Linked DNA regions of Zea mays: regions 1 and 3 are each linked to region 2. The links are chromatin contacts, called in public Hi-C maps. All regions are on one chromosome and are shown on one strand. The core of a region is the stretch at or near the end of the contact, and the rest is flanking DNA. Distances in the headings are between cores, read along the strand shown.

Region 1 (4,162 bases), core at 1,331-3,830, 280 kb after region 2:
CATATCATTTGCATTGTAAACAAAACTAAAGAATTGAAGTTGCTCTCTTCTTTAAATACTTAGGGCTATATTGAGTTTGATGATCTTTGTGAGATCGGAAATTTGGACAATATTTTATTTGCTAGATCAACTATGCCTTGTCCTTCTCATGCTATATTTTACATTGCTTGCAAGTACAACAACATAGGAAAAATTTTAGTGCAAGATTTTATATTTCATCAATATATGTTGTTTCTTCACATTGTGCAAATAAGATATTGGTTTGTTCTCAATAAGAGGAGAAATTCTTGTACTTCAGTTGAAGGTTTAGGTTTAATTTTGAAAGACCTCGAAAAACCCTTAGTCATGAACATCAATCATAATGCAAAACCAATGATGGTTTGCCGTCAAGAAGGGGAGAATAATGAGAACATTATCGGCTCAGATATGACCATGTTAATGGCTCCTATTACAAAGGTGAAACTCTTCCACATTGTAACTAAGTTTGATATATTTGAAGTATTGATATTACGTCGTAATGTGTGTGTGTTTTTATTTGTAGAACTTCTTACATGGATCAAGTGATGTGTTGAGTATACGGGGAAGGCATTGAGGACTAAAGAAGTAGATTAAGGACCAAGTAATGATATTTCCAACATTCCCAACCAGGCAACCACGACATCAGATTTGAAGCCAAACTTGGGTGAGGAGTAGACGGTAGAGTCAAGGATTACTCTACTATAAGAAGGGGAGGATGATGTGGACATCGCTTCCATTGATACAACCAAAGAGACAACCCTTCACAAGTCATGACTAAGAAAGGACCCTCACCTGTGCACATGAACTTAATTATTAGGTGAACTTGTTCCTTGCTATTGAAACTAATTTCCCTCTAAATATGGTACTAAAGTTTTGTGGTCACTTTGTGAACCATCTTGAAGTGGAGAAGGCAACAAGACAATAAAAGCTGTTGTACCTGAGTGGATTTTATAAATGCATCAAGCACCAGATTAAATAGAGCATATCTTTCATCTCCCAAGGTGGTTTAATGCAAATAAGTACTTGTTGGAAAGCTCTCTTCATCTACCTTATCATGGATAAAGAATCAATGAGAGATCCCAACGAAAGCGTCTAGAAACGACCAAGAGAACTTCATGACTCCACCAACCCAAGGGGATTTCATAACTAGAGCAAGTACAAGTTTAAATGAGGCATATGTTTCAACTCTCAAGATTGTTTAATGCAAATAAACACTTGTTGGAAAGGTCTCTTCGTCTACTTTCTAGTGGATCAAGAATCAATGTGAGATCACACCTAAGGCATCTAGGAACGGTCGAGAGAACCACCAGAATTTCTTCTTTCTACACCTCTATTTAAGCAACTAGCAGCCACCAAAGAACTTGGGTTTTGCTTGATGTAAGATTAACCTTAGCTACTTCCTTGTAAACGCGTGTGTAGTCTAGACCATCCGGATACTTGAAATAGGACCCCAACTTTATTAGATCTGTGAGTGTCTGCTTGTTATCTTATCCTTGCTTGTTCTCAATTGTTTGCAAGTTCAAGGCTGTTCTTGGCACGACAAGAGCAGCAACAAATGGAGCCAGTGTAACTATCGCTAATGCGCATCACCCTTGTGGTTGTTGTAGTTAGATAGCACAACGTCGACCTCCACCCCATTCATAGTTATCAAGAGATGGTATATCTGTCGCTCAAGGTACCACACTATCTTGGTTGTGATAGTCGAGCAGCCAACATCGGCTTCCAATATTTTTTTTCCCAATCTTCATCATCTCTCATCGAAAGATCGGGCTCCCTCCTACTCGTCCGGATTATCATCTACTGAATTTTAATATAATGTGGATAATTGTCAACTATATTTTTCCCTTGTGCTAGATAGAGCACCCGAAGAGGCGCCACCTAATCTAGTGTGCGTAACGAGTGGCGGTTGACAATTTTTTCAAACTCAATTAAATTTACTGGAATAGCCACTAAAGCGTTTCGCCAAATATTTAAATATGGAGCAGATCCACTCTTTAGAGAGCAGATTTAGGTACTGATCGTTTTAATCTCAACCATGTGGATTGTAAAAGATTGAGGACTTCTTGGTTTTGACTTGAATCTAAGTGGATTAGATGCAGTCAATTTAAATACATAATAAGTAAAATCAATCTTAATCTGACCCAATCTCCTTCGATCTATATAAAACAGAAATAATCGAACAAACCCTGAGTACATTTAAATCCCAATGAGTCAATTTTTTCTAAATTCTTTTAAATCTATCTAATACATATGGAATGTGATTAACCGAACAGGAAGCTAAAATATTTTATTGAAGAGTAAGGGCCTATTTGGTTTACTATCTAATTTGCCACATTTTTACCTAACTTGTTAGTTCTTTAATTCGGACGACTAACCTTAGGTAAAATAGCCACATTTTTACCTAACTTGTTAGTTCTTTAATTCGGACGACTAACCTTAGGTAAAATGTGGCACAGTTAGCCGTGAGTCAAACCGGGCCTAAATGAGTAAATCTAGATATGTTTTCCGCGGACCTGGATGTTGAGCTGGTTGATCTGCGAACATGGCCTTCCCCTCCAAAACACCAAACCCACTCGCAACAACGGATAACGCTCTCTTCCTTCGGCTCCTCCCCTCTCGCTCCTATCCTCTCCCCTCCAATGGCGACCGCCATTTCCTCTCTAGTAACTCCTCCGACCCTCCACCGCCGCTGCCTGGGCCCTGCCTGCGTCTCCGTCTCCGTGTGCACCCCTATCCGCATCTCCTTCCGGCCCGCCGCCGCGCCTCAGGTGTCGCGCCGGGGCTCGGCGCTGCGGGTGTCCGCCTCCTCGGCGGTGCTCGAGGCGCCAGAGGCGGTGGCGGCGCGGAAGCTCTACGTGGGGAATATCCCCAGGACCGTTACAAACGACGAGCTCCGCGACATGTTCGCTGCGCACGGCACCGTCGAGCGGGCCGAGGTAACGCAACACATTCCTTCTGCAGTGTCTCACTTCTCGGTCTTTTTTGGTTCTTGCCTTTCCCACTCTGTTCTTCCCCAAATTCAATCTAATTTAACTATTGCTCAATAATTACTGGTGTCGCGGAAATGGTTACCCGTGTGTGTGATTTAGGGCCACCTAACTATTAGCTCTAGTGCAATCAAACGAGAGGCCGGCCTTAGTTGCTCGTACTGGTTCCGTCGAATTGCTGACAAGGCTATGTTTTGATGCTCGAAAATAACTTTAGGTGTCCAAAAGCTGAAATGCTCAATTACTTCCTGCAGGTTATGTACGACAAGTATACGAATCGCAGCCGGCGGTTTGGGTTTGTCACGATGAGCACAGCGGAAGAGGCCAATGCTGCAGTTGAGGCTCTCAATGGGACTGTAAGCATCCAATATTGTAATTCTGCTCCAGGCCATATTTGTGAACTTTAAGTGGAATGCAGCCATGATATCACTCATATTTCTGCTTTTTTTCGTGCCAGGAGGTTGGTGATAGAAAAATTAAAGTGAACGTCACAGAGAGCTTCTTACCGAACATTGACCGATCAGCACCAGAACCAGAGGCTCTGTTTGTAGATAGTCAGTACAAGGTTTATGTTGGTAATCTTGCGAAGACTGTAACAACCGAAGTTCTTAAAAACTTCTTCTCCGAAAAGGGGAATATCCTCAGTGCAACAGTCTCCCACATTCCGGGGACCTCCAAGTCAAAGGGGTATGGCTTTGTCACATTCTCTTCTGAGGAAGAAGTTGAAGCTGCTGTTGCTACTTTCAATAACGCGGTAAGCTTCTCTTGCAAATTTTATGCATTTCTGCCATTTCTTTCCAACCTCATAAAATAGTAGTCACCATTTGGCTATTGCCAAACAAAAGAAAAACGTTGTGCTACAATCTTCTATGTTATCATTTAGGTGTCAAATAGATGGAAATATGGAATTAACATATTGACTGTTAATTGTACAGATGAGTTAGAATTACATCATCTCAACTACGTCAACTGGTGCCATATTGTTCTGACATATCATTCCCACAGAAACTTATTTGCTGATATTAATAACATTGCCCGTTCTTCAACCGTACTTCAGCACACATCAAGACCATAATCTCCTATATTTGCTATTCAAAAGATTTCTGAAGCCTTGAAAGTTGGCATGCTTTTGATATCAAACTTTGGAACATAACCTG
Region 2 (4,539 bases), core at 1,230-3,729:
AGAAGGTGTGGTAGTGCAGCCCCTAGGGCTATAAATATGTGTCCCCAACCCCTCTAAGGGTATGGCATTGTGTAGTGTTTGAGGAAATAAACAGAAAATTGCCCCAACTCATAGTGTCATCCTCTTGATGAGAGTTAGAATCCCTCTACTTACAAGACTGTGGGGGGCACCACTGTTGAGCTATCGACTCATTAGGGTTAGGGTTCTGTGTCTATATGTAACCACCACCTCTATGCAATACAATCAAACCATTCCATTCTCCAACACATGTGCCTAAACCTTGACTTGTGGTTTTTGTTGTGTTTTAACTCTAGCCTACCCCAACTTGCTTGGGACAAAAAGGCTTTGTTGTTGTTGTTGAAAAGACTAGCATCGTTAACTAAGTTTAGCAGGCAGAAGTGAAATTATATTTCCTATATTGAAAATACGTGAATTGTAATGCACTTTTTTTGTGGGGAAGCGGGGGGATCTTGCCCCCTTCCTTCTAACAACTATTCACAACATCCACTAACAAGCAAACAAGAAAGTAAAAACTACATAGAAATTGACAGCCACCAAAGTAACATAAGTGCAAAAACATGTCCTATGAATATTTGTCAAGCATTTTAATAAGCTGAAAGAATACAGGTTTTTCACAGATGTTCAATGTTGTTTGAGATAGATAAACCATTAGTCCACCACAGCACTGACCTGGCATTTTCTGCGACAACCCAAGCAATCGACAAAGTTCAGGTGTCTGACGACGACGACTGACATATGGAAGCAATTTGCACAAGTCATCTTCATTGAATTCAGCAGAAATACCAAAGGTTGCCAGGAGTTGAAGAAACGCATGAGCTTCAAGACAGTTCCCATTGCTAGCATCAATGTCAAGATTATCTAACTTGGACTTCCACTTAAATGCAATCGTCTTTGCTCGCTCTATGATATTAGTTGTAAGCATGTGCCTCTCCAAAGAAGAACAAGTTATATCATTAGAGTGCAGTTGTCCAAGTGACTCCATCAACATCAAACATGTCCTTCTAACACCCAGAAGGTCACCATCCTTTTTTCCATCTAATACAAGATTATCTCCAGAATAAAAGTCTTCCAGGGAATCCAACACCAGGCCATAAGGATGAGATGTTTTCTTCAGTGCACTAGGAATTTCCTCGCGGATGGCTGCCAAGTTCTTCCTGTTGTCGGATATGAACTTATGAAGCCCGTTCACATTCATTTCCTCACAGAGTGCAACAAGCTCAGAACGAGGCCTCACTGCAGCATTATCAACTTGCAAGTGCACACTCTCCTCAGAAGCCGGTTTAGGCCACTTGACACCAAGATTATCCAGTGCCTTGTTCATTGGGTTGATGGAAGGAACAGGTAAGGAAAGCCTGGACTTGCTAAAGATCATAGCTAATGCAGCTTCCCTCTTCTCCTGCAACCTCTCCAAAGAGGTCAGTTCCTTGGCCACAACAGCTGCCTCCCGCTGCTCCAGCATCTGCTCTGATTTTGCGACAGTCTCCTGGAACTCCTTCTCCTGCTCTTTTAGCTCGTCAAACTTTTTCTTGAGGGATTGTTCAAGACCACGAAAGTGGTCTTCAAGCTGCTTCCACTTGAAGTTCATGCAGAAAGCGCTCTGGCTCTCAAGCTCAGCGAATGCCTCCTGAAGCTGTTGTATCTTGGAGCTTGTCGAGTCCATAAGAGCCGCGACAGACTCCATTTCAGACATGGCGAACGCTCCTGCAAGAAAGAAGACAGCACGTCCGAAAGAAGAAAACACTCACAACCTTACAAATCATATCAATTTCTCCAATTAAATCAAACATCTGAAAGCCCTCACAAAGCAACTACTTTTATTTCAAGAACACAGGCACACAGCACTACACGCAAGCATCTACAAGGCGTTCCTAGATTTCCACAGAAAGATGTAAAAACGCGGATGGGAATGAAGGTCAGCTCCCACTCGAGAAAATTGGATTCTCGATGGACCAAACTAATCAAGGTTTCTACCCCACCACGAGGCTACCCAAATACTAATAAATGGGAAGGAAAATGACTGGATCTGAGACTGAGAGCAAAATCGGGCACTCACCCTATAACAAGACGGGCAGGCGCTGGCGGCCGCTGCTGGCCCCCGTCCTCGCCTCCGGGTCAAGAGATCGAGGGGGTGGCCAGCGGTCGTCGATGAAAGAGAGGAGGGGAAAGGAAGATGAAACCCTAGCCGGCTTCCTTTTCCGCTGTGAGCGGAACGGGAATGTGGGGAGCGGCAGGCTGGGAGTGTTTGCCCGGGCCCCGGGGCGAGCAGATAGGGCTGGACAATTTTTTTCACCAAAATGGAAAAATCAAACCAAAATATTAAAAGCCGAACCAAAGTTTAGTGTTCAGTGTCGCGGTTTTGATTTTGCATTTTGTAAATTTTGGATTATGGGTTTTTATACCGTAGCAAAACGAATTATCCAAACCTAGGTTAGAACTATCTTCTTTCCAAAGTCCTCAAAACAATAACTTAACCCTTATTTTCTAGTCTATTTCAAGTGTTACCGGCCGAACACCAAAGATCACCTTCGGCTAGAACTGTTATGGACGCAAGTATGAAGACACCAGCTTTAAATCAACAATGTGTATGCGTGGTTGACGAAGTAAGACGAAGCTATAAAAATCTTCGAGGCTTGCTTAACAAGACAGCAAGAAGAAAGGACAGTAATACCCTTAGTTTATTCATTAGTCCAAATGTATAAGGTTAAGGGCATAAATATATTTTTTGTCGGAACTGTACCCCACGCATATAAATAGAGGAATAGTGTCATATATTGGACACAATTTCTTGAACGGAGTAAACAGATTGCTTTGTCTTTGAAGCTATATTCCCTTCTTTTTATTGTAACTTTGCGAAGTCGAAAGTATACTTATAACCTTTTATCGAATAATAAAGAATGGGAAGAAAGTAATGTCTTATAAGGTTGAATCATATGCCATATCTTTGCCTTATGCACAATTTATCTTAAATGTTCTTTACATCTTTTTCACTTATTTTCTACATCTTCATCCTTTAATCAATATTCTCTCCAAGAAGGAAGAACTAAAGGATGAAGATGAAGCTTGATTTAATCGTGTTCTCTTATTATTTTATACTCCGAAGGGATAAAAAACGAGTGACCAACATTGACGCCCACCTCCGATAAACTCACGACTATCACAAGAAGCTTCATCATACCTCCAAAGAAAACAACAACTAGTGTTGTCCTCACTCCCCTGGATCCCAACTAAGGAGAAGATGCACTTCTTCGAGAAGCATGAAACCAGAAGAGAAAGGTCGTTGACCCCACACCACAAGACGACGAGCTTGATCAGGAGATCCATCAGCAAGTTGAAAAACGTTAGGAGAAAATGTTTTGGCTTTCTAAACTCCAGAAACAGATCGATGAAGTATCCGAGCAAATGCGCAATATTGCAGCACGCTGATCAACAAGAGCACCAATATCACCAGAGGGACCTTCGGCACGAGGGTCACAATCATGATGACCTTCAACACAAATCCTACAACTATGATGATTTCCTATATGATGATGCTTCTCCCTTGGCTGTAGAGCTATAGGTTATGTCTTGGCCACCATTGTATAAACCACCTCAACTGCCATGTTTGATGATCATCCCGACCCAAAGCAAATTCTGATGAGCTACGAAGCTATAATATCTTCGTATGGTGACAACACAACAGTAATGGCCAAACGTTTATCATGGCGGTCAGAAGTGATGCCCAAACATGGTATTCCTCCCTTCGACCAGGCATAGTGACCTCATGGCATAAGCTGAAGGATATGATGATCACAAGCTTTCAAGGCTTTTAGGTGAAGCCAATTACTGCTCAGGCCTTGTTCCAGTACACTCAAGACCATGATGAATATCTCTAAGCTTTTTTCCGAAGGTTCCTTTGGCTTTGAGCCCAAGCACCCATAATCCCAAATGAGATTGTCATCGAAGTGATGACCAAGGGGCTTCGTTCAGGACTAGCTGCTCATTATTTCGCCAAAAACCTCTTCAATCCTTGGAGAAGCTTATCTAGAAGATGGATGAATATATCAGAGCAGATAATGACTTCCACCAAAGAAGGGAAGAAGCCCAAAGATATGCGGAGATGACTAGAAGCTTCAGAGGAAGGTTCCACCCAAAGTATATTAGAAACATTAATAATTCGAGCCAAAACGAAGACAAAACTAGCCAGTCAGATACTACCTAAAAGTTTAGTGGTAGGCAAGGTGTAAAGTAAACCAAATTAGGGTAACCTATTGGGTCCCATCAATTTAACCTGAGCATATCATAGTGATTAACAGGAACATTATTGGATAAAGAAGAGTGATCAAGGGCACAACTTGCCTTTAGCGAGCTCCTGCTCAGAATTTTCCACTTGCTGAGTTCTGGGTTCCTCGGTCACTTGCTCGTCTACTCGCAACAATACAAACAAGCATGTTATATGAGAAATTAATATCACACCAAACATGAGCACAAACCATGTAATAATGTTTTACGTGTTGCTATGAGATCGTAGGCTTGAGAACG
Region 3 (4,442 bases), core at 687-3,186, 330 kb after region 2:
GCATGTCAAATGAATTGTTAGAGGCATTCTAGCATTAACTTGAGCAGTCATGTCAAATTCATTAGAAAACTCCAAAGTAGAATTGAAATACATGAAGGAACCTCAGAATCAAGATGTAACTCGTATCGACATCAAATAATTGTAACGTTTCTATTTTGGAGAGGACAGGGATCTCTGGATAAACATAATTCTGACATAATTTCAGCGAACAGATGCAAATGATGACCTGATTATGAAGTGGAGTACCGAAGAACATCAGCTCTGATCACAAGCTGATGCCAGCCAAGTCAAAAAGCTTCTCAGCCTGGTCTGGGAAGAATGTTATAAACAGGTAGGCACCTGCACATGAGCGCCCATAAGATAGGGTGATGAGCTGGTACATTTGATTATCTCTGAAAGAGGGTAATCCAATAATCTTACTAATCAATACAGTCCCAAGGACTACAGAAATCTTCCCTTGGATGGTCACAAGGCCAGCTTTCCCCGCGTTCTGCAGCTCACTTTTCCCCACAGATTCAAACGTTCCTGTAAAGTTACTTTGAGCTATATGTTACAGCTTAAACTCCAAGACACTTTGGAGCAACAAATTCTATGAAGCTTATTAGTGTGGTACCTGGCTTCACTGTTTGAAGACCTGATGTGATGCATGCAATATTTTGGAAGCCTTCTTTCTCCAGTGCATCTGCAGCAGCTGCTGACCTTCAGCAGACCAAAGGCACAGCAGATGAGTACGACATTCTAGAATGTCCTAGAATGCCTTCTCTCTCTCTCTCTCTCTCTCTGTGTGTGTGTGTGATTGCATGGATAAGACATTCTAGGATTCATTTTGGGTGAACATTTTAATTTGGGCCATCAATACGTAGATAACTATATATATTGAGAACATATTGGTCTTGTTTGGAGAGTTTATCTTCTCAAAACAGGTCTCTTTTTTTCTTCTAGAAAATACTGTGCAATGTAGCAGTGAGTTGTTTTTCTATCTTCTCAAAATGAACTAGAAACCAGAAAAACAGGCTTCGATTCCTTTGGACACTGTAGCAGCATCCCTCCCAATCCCAAAGAGGCCCATAAAACCGTGGAGGCAACTTGTTTCTACAATCATAGGGAGTACTTGACTTTCCCATCCAAATAGCATGTCCTGACAAAGGGATTTGATGAGAGATTTGCTCAGCCACAAACCTGAGACCTTCCTGGCAGACAACCAGCAGCTTGCTTTCCGGCGAGAACTTGTCCTTGACTGTCAGGGCGAAGTCCGGGTTGAGCTTGGTGAAGGGCAGCCCGAAGAAGAGCCCCGCGAAGTTGTTGTGCAGCTGGCGCTTCACGATGGTCCCTTAGTAATAAGAAGAAATCAAAATTAAACACAGCACACAGGGTCTGAACTCAACTCAAAGTGGAAGAAAAGCATAGCCTTTCTCAATGCACGGGCGATAGTTGTTTGCTACCAATGTCGTTGTCTTGGTTCTCAATGAAGAGAGGCACGTGTGTGGAGGACTTGATGTGTGCCCTCTCGCGCTGCGCCCTGTCCCTGATGTCCAGCACCGTGTAGCCCTCCTCGCCCACGAGCCTCTTCGCCTCGTCGGCGTCCACGAAGCTCACCTCCGCCCGAACCACTGCCGCGCAGCTCCTCCTGCTCCTTGGAGATGGACACAAGCTGATCCCTGCACGTTGGCCACCCTGCCTGATCCTTACGGCTATCCAAGAACCTCTGAACACATGCACACAGATTCTATTGGCGTCAGGTTTCAGCAGAAAATCTTACACTCAGGGATGAAATGAAATCTTTGTTCACCTGAGAGGAGCGAAAGCACTGGATAGGCCAACCACTGCCATTTTTTTCTTTACCGGCTTCACTTGATTTTTCTATTTGATTTTTTCAGTTATGAAACGGATTTTTTTGGGTGGCTTTTTTTGTGAAGGTTTTGGGGAGCGAGCAATCTGCAGAAGCGAGAGCGAAGCATTGGATTTTGCTGCAAGCGCGAGAGGGAGGAGGGATATCCAGGGAGCCAATGGAATCACGCCACGCTGGATCCACGGGAGGTTTAGCCAGATCCACTGTCTTTTGGCCATTTGTGCTGGGCAGACCACCAGCATCGTGAGGTTTAGCCAGATCTTGTTAGGCTACAAAACTCTTGGCAAAGTATTTTTAGGAAATGATTAACTTTGTTTTTCAGCATGAATGATGAGAGAAAAATTCTTGACAAATTATTTTTAGGACATGATCAACTTTGTTTTTCAGCATGAATGAAAACACACACATATATATATATAAACCATAGAAGAGCATGAACCCTCTGCACAGAAGGGATATACATTCTTAAGCATAGAGCATACGTCAGGAAGAAACAACCAACTACCTCAGACCATGACCCCAGCGAAGTATACAACCTACTACCTCTATTATGAACATACTACCTCCATTCTCGAATATTTGTCGCCCACTTTAAACTAAAACACGATAAATAAATAAAAAACGGAGGGAGTAGTACGTTTGTGTGCTAGTATCGATGGTTAAGAAATCCTCACTGCCGCCTATACTACTACTCTACTAGCATTTCTTTAGAGATGAAACTCCTCTGAAACAGATAGTACTCTTCCATATCTCAGGGTGGCTAGTGCTGGCCTTTTTCTTCTTCATCAGTAGTTTTCGTTCCGGTGACATCCAGCACTACAGATGTCAAAGCGACTGCAGAGCCTGAAAAGAATGCTGCCCGGAAGCTTCCAGCTGCACAAACAGCAAGGCCTCATTGACAAATTAGTATATTACTTCATCGAACAAGGTAATAATTGTGTAATGAACACATGGGACAACACATGAGGATCATCAGTAGAAGTGGAAGAGTAACATGAGTAGGAAATCAATAAATAGACGCCTTCCCATGATATCTAACATGCAACAATGGGTGTAACTATGTCAAATGTAAATTTGCAGTAAAGCATCGTCGAATGCTTCATGTTGATTTTTTTCCTCTGGTAGAATTAGCATCCTAGACCTTATGATAACAGACAAGAATCTCCTATCAAAAAAAATGCATACAGCAAATCTAATTCCAAAGCACCCTTTATGGCATCGCATTTCTCACCAGTGCAATTCTATCTATTAATTGAGAAATGAAGTTCACATATAGCACGAAGATAATTTCTACTATGCTGCATAAGAAATTTCCAAAGCATGATGGCCCCAACACCAAAGAAAATTGTGTGAACAAGTGGTCGACATTAATAGAGAAATTTCAAGTAAAATGTCATCGATGACAATTCACACAAATACAGGTAACCGACATATCCCAAGAGTTTATTTTTACTATAGCTTTAAGTTAGAAATAACACTGGAGCAAGATAAATATGTCTCTTACCACTGAAACCCAGAGAAGCACCAGCAGCAAAACCTGCAACAGCACCATTAATGATGTCCTTCTTCATCCTGTACCTTGCAAGAGCCTGCTCGACACCTACAAATGTAGCTCCAAAAACCGCTAAGCTTGCGGCATAATGCCCACACACCTTGGTAGTTCTGATCAGCTGGGGATACTTGACATTATTGCCAACCTGAGGTCCATCAAACAACATAGAATGTAGTGCACCATACACACTGCCAAAAGCTAAACCGATGCCTGCAGCTTTGCCTGTCTTCACGACAATTTCATCATCTACCAAACCTTTCAAGTTAGAACCCTCCATGCTCCCTGTCAACCAGAGAGAGATATTGTCCAATAAGAGAATGAGGAGAAAGGATAGCAAAAGAATATTACTAAGTTCAACCAGCCAAGATACATATCAAGTCAACAGAACAATGACGGAAGCCAGAATCAGTATGATCTTGCGCTTTCAGATCAATACTATGGGAGAACCCAGTTATTTTAGTGTTATGTACTTATGTTCTTGACAGTTCATAACAAATGATATACTGAACTACACACAAAACAAAAGGCACTAGACTTATGAGCAGTTCCCAGTAAGTTCCAAGGAAAATATAAGCCCCTAAACATATGAAAAGTCCTCCAGTATGAGCATGCTACACACAATAGCACATTAACTTGCCTAAGAGACAAACAGCACACGCTCTACACAGACATCTCCAGAAAATAATCTCTCAAAAAATAACATCTCAGTAATTATGATTTACACAGTAATCCTGAAAACTCTAGAATTTCAACATGTGCATGTTCATCGCAACCCTGGATTTGATGAACATGCGTATAGTTTTTTGTTCTTTCATACAAGCAATGCAATACTGACAACAGGATCATTTAGTGAAAATATAAAAAACATCAAAACACACCAAATAGTCAGCAATATGCTAGAATTAACAAAACTTATTAGAAAACCAACATTATCTCTTACACACGAAGTGAAAGAAGGTTATCTGTATTCGGATTCCGATACCATTCGGGCAGTGGTAATAGCAAAGCAAGACAAATGCAACTAAGCAAAACGACATCACG

What was found. A called contact is a pair of places that touch in the nucleus more often than the background predicts.
Region 1: a Hi-C map of leaf shows a contact between it and region 2, with 5 times the contacts expected there. The contact joins the promoter of LOC100282980 here to the promoter of LOC103632462 in region 2. A contact is called at or near these places in 4 of 25 Hi-C or Micro-C datasets (ear, endosperm, leaf and 1 more).
Region 3: a contact with region 2 is called in a Hi-C map of leaf, with 6 times the contacts expected there. The contact joins the promoter of LOC100280883 here to the promoter of LOC103632462 in region 2. A contact is called at or near these places in 4 of 25 Hi-C or Micro-C datasets (ear, leaf and tassel).

The regions. Positions count from the first base shown.
Region 1 is chr7:75,265,271-75,269,432 of Zm-B73-REFERENCE-NAM-5.0, forward strand. It overlaps LOC100282980, which reads left to right and starts at 2,581. Exons shown (of 4, transcript NM_001377969.1): 1 at 2,581-2,954; 2 at 3,260-3,361; 3 at 3,463-3,759. The coding sequence starts at 2,658.
Region 2 is chr7:74,990,098-74,994,636 of Zm-B73-REFERENCE-NAM-5.0, forward strand. It overlaps LOC103632462 (FRIGIDA-like protein 3), which reads right to left and starts at 2,480. Exons shown (of 4, transcript XM_008654272.4): 1 at 2,075-2,480; 2 at 691-1,722. The coding sequence starts at 1,711.
Region 3 is chr7:75,319,762-75,324,203 of Zm-B73-REFERENCE-NAM-5.0, forward strand. LOC100280883 reads right to left here and starts at 1,937. Exons shown (of 7, transcript NM_001153803.1): 1 at 1,790-1,937; 2 at 1,443-1,705; 3 at 1,180-1,330; 4 at 614-699; 5 at 421-525; 6 at 227-339. The coding sequence starts at 1,830. The coding sequence ends at 266.